Linked DNA regions of Triticum aestivum: region 2 is linked to region 1. The links are chromatin contacts, called in public Hi-C maps. All regions are on one chromosome and are shown on one strand. The core of a region is the stretch at or near the end of the contact, and the rest is flanking DNA. Distances in the headings are between cores, read along the strand shown.

Region 1 (2,700 bases), core at 136-2,635:
GTTAAGTTAGTTTGCACACGACATAACAAGTGCAATCATGCACAAGACCACCCAACCAAAGGCTGCTGGCACTGACTACAATGCTATACTACATACTCTAAAAATATAACTTTCAGGAAGATCTTCCAGTGCTATACTATACGTAACCTAAAAATATAGTAACTTTCAGGAAGATCTTGCAATGCCATACAAACTCGAAATGCACCAGACAAAGTTCAACTCTTTTGAGGCCCTTCTGTAACTTTGGGTTAAGACTGGCAATGCCATTCTCTCTACAAAGGTTCAGAACTTGGCACCAGACACAGGCACATTAAGTCAAGACATGTGCATTGTACATACACCACCCAACAAAAATAGCACGAACACCGGAAACCAGGGTTGGCATATGGAAACCATCTACTTGCGCCCATATACAGCAGCTTGACATGGAACGCAAGAGACTGCCGCCACCCTGCTGAATCCTAACAGATTTAATCCTGCTAACCCCAGTCATCCTCGCAGAAACCACAAAACAGATAAGACCATCCACATGCATGCAAACAGAAGGCCGGCTCAACACAGCCGGCGTCCAGAACCGAATCACCGGCCAAAAGACCGAGGCTTTCCCCTCGAAACCAGACATCGACACGTAAATCCCTCAGGAAAACGACGTAAAGCCGCGGAGACACTGTTCCCGGCGGACTCCCGCGGACGCAAGGAGCGCAATGCGCGTAGCCGTCGCCGCATGCAGCGCCGAATCTGGCGCTACCGGCGGTAAAAATCTCCCGCGACCCCATGCCCTGCCCCCGCCCCCGCCTCCACCGCCGTACCGCCCACCAACCATCACCGGTACAGCCACGCACGCATCAACGACTAGTACTACCACCACCGATCGAATTTACCGCGCGCTAACCGGCGGGACGCGTCGCGGGGACGAATCCTCCGGCGAAGACGGCCAAATCTCGGGCCGGACGCGCGTCTGCCGCCGCGAAACGCGCAAACCCGGCCCGGAGGCCTCGCCGGAAGCCACCGGCACGGAGGAACCAATCCGCGCCGGCCGGGCGGCAGATTCGGCGCACGGACGAACAGATCGAGCGGCGCGGCATTAGGCCGGCCGCCGCCGACGGCCAGATGGCAGAGAGACAGATAAGACAGCGTAGGAATCGGGAGGCGCGGCGGCGCTGACCTGCGTAGGGAGGATCCATGGCCGGAGAGAGGGAGGGAGAGGGGGATCTCTCGCTCCTCCTCCGCCTCCTCCTCCTCCGCTGGGCTCACGTGGACTCAGCCCTCCTCTCTCCTCCTCTGCTGCTACCCTCTCTCTCTCTCTCTCTCTCCTCCTCTGCGTCTCTCTCTTTTTTTCTCTCTCTACCCCCGCCCCGTATGTAGTACGAGCACGCGAGGTTAGCTCCCAGCCGCACGGATACCAAAGCCTGCGGGCGGGCGCCGCTTTTGCGTCCCACCCCCCGCCTTCCCGCGTATTCGCGCGCGGCTCCCTCCCGGCTTTCCACATCCGGGACGGCAGGCCCGTGTGATCGCGCGGGGGTCAACACGGGGAAACGGAGAGCGGTTAGATGGTGTTAGCTGGTTTTGGTTAGGCAGGGTTTAACAACCGCGGCTTGTGTGCTTTCACACTTTGGACGTAGACATGGAAAACAGGGCAATCTATGTCTATTGTCACACAAACTGATAAGTTTGTGTAACCTTCCACATGCACAAAAGGCATGAGAGACTGTTGATCATCATTGTGTGTTACTCATCCAACCGTCGATGAGTGTCTATACTATGATAGATCGGTTGAATAGAAGATGAAAGGTTGATGTGTGAATTATTTATTGTATCAACATATATATGTCAAATGGTAGTTATATGTGATGCGCATTGCGTACATATGCAAAATACTTAAAGAGAAAACAAATATAGTGTACAAGTTCATATGTTTGAAAGAGAAGGATTTTTTTCATATCACAATATCGTCATCGTTGGTTTCCGATTCGGTGACTTCATGTTATCCTCTAGATTGTTTTGGCGGTGATGAGCCTCCGTCCACATCTATGTACAAGGTTCGCTCAAATCTCATAGTCAGAAGGTTGCCAGAGTGATTGCAGCGGCACGCCATCGACCCAGCCAGAAGGATTGAGGTGCGAGACTCCCTAGGGACCTGGTTATAATATCTTTATTTTGCAGGGTTGGCTTGTAATGCCGATCCGCGGCTAATAGATCTGAGGATATTTTCGCCAAAAAAAAGTATGGTCATTTATTTGGAAAATCGTCTCCAGTTGTATCGCATTAATACTCTTCCGCCTTTCCAGCTAAGATACAGTGAATACGTCGCGTGCGGTGTCATCGACGTGGTCCGACTGCCGACACGTCGTCTCGACCAATAAGGTGATGACATGTGTTATCCGGCCGCGTGCAACCAATGGCATAGGTGTGCCCTCGCCAGCTGGCCCTAGGAACTTTTTTTACCCTTACCTACATAGATTAAGTATTGGGCCTGGGGTTAAGCCCATCACGGCCCAATCACAAGATGGCCTGATCCTTTCCAAACAGTTGGAACTCCCAACCTAGATTGGTACGACCTTCATACAAACAGGAGTGCATTCATTACATTTCGGTCATTTTTCATTAAAAAGGGGACCAGACCTAAACCTAGCGTTCGATGGTGTCCGTCTCCAAGTCCTTGTGGTTCCCCTCTTGCGACCGCGACCACCATCTGCCGTC
Region 2 (2,739 bases), core at 167-2,666, 640 kb after region 1:
GGGCGAGCGATGACAGAGCAGATCCGAAAACGGTCTCCCTGTGTCCACCCGCGCCCGCTGCATCGCAATGCAGAGGCCCAGCTCATCCTCGTCAACGCCGGACTCGTCGGAGCGGCTGTCGGAGCTCGACATCGTCGAAGATTGGATTGGATCAACTGATTCGGAGAAGGTGAGGAGAAGACATGGTGGGGAGCGGAGCGAAGTGAGTGTAGGGTTCTCGGATTGGGTTTTTGTTGAGATGGACTGGGGTTGGCGGTGGGCCGTACTGATGTGGCGGACGCGCTCGGGCGTGCCTGGACCGCCCCATATTCGCCCTACAATTGGGCGAGGCTGGTTTTAGGCCCCGGGGTGGTTCGGTTTTTGACTGGTTAGTGATCGGGCGGTCTTCCGGGCATTTGGGGACCGTTTGGTGCCCGACCGTAGACGCTCTTAGCATATTTGGCCCACCGTCCAGCGATAGCAACTCTTCCTTATAAAAAGTTCTTGTCTTTTTTATGTGAGCATGTGCACGGAGGTGAGATAAAAATGCAATGCCGTTTGCTTAATCATATACTCCTTCCGTGGGACGGAGGGAGTATTTTCTTACACTTGCGGCTACTATTTTCCCTTACGAGAAGCGAGTCATGGATCGAGCCATCACTTGTCACACAGTCCATTTCACAAGCAGGGCATCTCAATCAAACTGTAGGCCATCAACGTCGTCCACCACTGTCCGCGACAAAGATCGACGCAGAAATGTCGGTCTCAGTGCACGTACCGCCGACAGCTCCTGTGCATGAATAGGTTGATCCCATCCTGATCTACTCCAATCCCAGCAGCTAACTGCAGCCGCACTTAATCCTACGAATGAAGACAAAATATAGTCGTGATTTATCAACGTCGTCTTCCAAAACTTTCCCCACCAGAGTTTAGTTGGCAGCCGGCCTTTCCGACCATAATTATATGTTGGGTAGATAACATGGCCGGGCAATCAATCGTATTGGTGGTAGTAGATGTGGATGAGTCAAAATATCAGTGATAAAGTTGGTCTCCAAAGTGAAGATCACGGAAAACATCTCAGGAAAAGACTAATTTTTTCTTGCTTTAGATTTTTTTGAACCATAAAGCAAAGAACAATTGTTCTAGGGTATTTTCATTTCATTAATCAAATATTTACAAACAAGCAAAAAACAAAAAATAACAATCATCCAGCACCAGTTCTAGGGAAATCCATGAAAACCCGCAAACTAGACGTAGCAAATCCCACAAAAAATAATACTAGATATGACAAAAGATCTGACCAAAGATGGATTTTGGATTCATTTGCATAGATGGAAGAAGAGATAAAAAGGTCTCAAACAAACTATAGGCGATCGATGCCGTCCACCACACTCTGCGACAAAGATCGCCGCAGAAACGTCAGTCTCAGTGCACATACCGCCGTCCGCTCCGGTGTGCATGGATAGGCTTTGAGCAGACTCAACCGGCCGGCCCCATCCCGATCTGCTCCAATCCCAGCAGCTAACTGCAGCCACACTTAATCCTATGAATGAAGACGCAATGAACTCGTGATGCATCAACGTCGTTTTCCGAAACTTCTTTCCCGGAGTTTAGTTGGCAGCCGGCCTTTGCGTTCCGACTGTAATTATACGCTGGGTAGATAACATGTCAGGGCAATCAAATGGAAGAGGTGGTGGTAGATGTACTACTGTAGATCACTCAAAAGATGAGTGGTAAAGCTGGTCTCCAACTTGAAGATCACAGAAAACACCTCATGAAAAGACCAATTTTTTTTCTTGCTTTGGTTAAGATTCAGATCTGACCGGCGATGGGTTTTGGATACATTTGCATAGATAGAAGAAGAAATTAAAAAACAAATCATGTTCAACCTCAGTATCCAGCTATTAACTTGAGCAGGCCCTCGAAGGATAAATAAGTGGCAGTTGCAACAGGTCACGGCCACCTGCCCACCTCTATTTACAAACTGGGTACAGAGTAATGGGTCGCCATGGGAGTGGGCACGATCTGAACGCAGGGGCATCTGCACCCACTTTTTAAAAAATGCATTTTAATCACGTTTTGAAATCTCAAAATAATCAAAAGAAAATTTCATGCATACGTGGTCATAAATGTGTGTGCATGGCGCAAAGTTTTGTGAAAAATGTCTTTTTGTTTTGTCTCCGTAAAAAAGATAAATTTCGGTGCTTCTAAATAGCGTTCCATGACACAATTTTTTGTCTTTTTTGCATAGGCCGCAAAAAAAGTTATTTTTCCGTGAAACTTTATGCACGCACATAGAACTTGGACACGTACCCATGCAACCTTTTTCAGATTTCTTTAGCATTTAGAAACATGTTTTCAAAGTGGGTTCATATGCACCCGGGTTTATCCATGCACTTCTCGTCGCCATGGGTTGCTCAAGTTCCTCGGCTGTCTAAACTAGCAGCAGTTCTAGAAGAAATGGCACAGCAGAATTCAGCATGCCAATTAAAAATCCGGTCTTGCGTTGCGCAAAAACTACACACTCTGGTCATGGCCTTTCCAAACCATGTACTCTCGAGATGGTGTCGCTGTCCAAACCTTCATCCAAGCCTCTCCTCTCAAGGAACTCCTCGAGCTTTGTCCATGGCGGAAAATTCGAATAACCAAAGCATGCATTTCTACAAAGTACAACACCATGCAGGAAATGAGATGCATGGTACACTGAAATATAATTTTAGTCACACGTGAGGCCACACATGCATATGTTTCAGAAGGGTC

Evidence for each region. A called contact is a pair of places that touch in the nucleus more often than the background predicts.
Region 2: a Hi-C map of leaf shows a contact between it and region 1, with 4 times the contacts expected there. The contact joins the enhancer-like site here to the promoter of LOC123143841 in region 1. A contact is called at or near these places in 2 of 5 Hi-C or Micro-C datasets (both in leaf) and 1 of 1 datasets of contacts at active chromatin or transcription factors (leaf).

Annotation. Positions count from the first base shown.
Region 1 is chr6D:102,003,511-102,006,210 of IWGSC CS RefSeq v2.1, forward strand. It overlaps LOC123143841 (VIN3-like protein 2), which reads right to left and starts at 1,386. Exons shown (of 4, transcript XM_044562847.1): 1 at 1,166-1,386. The coding sequence starts at 1,184.
Region 2 is chr6D:102,647,330-102,650,068 of IWGSC CS RefSeq v2.1, forward strand. No RefSeq gene overlaps it. Among protein-coding and RNA genes, the nearest start is that of LOC123142496, 35 kb to the right of the region's middle. Within about 2 kb of position 1,417, at least 2 of the 8 cell types and tissues checked have an H3K27ac peak or open chromatin away from gene starts, as enhancers often do. A contact at or near this core is called in leaf, where this site is marked.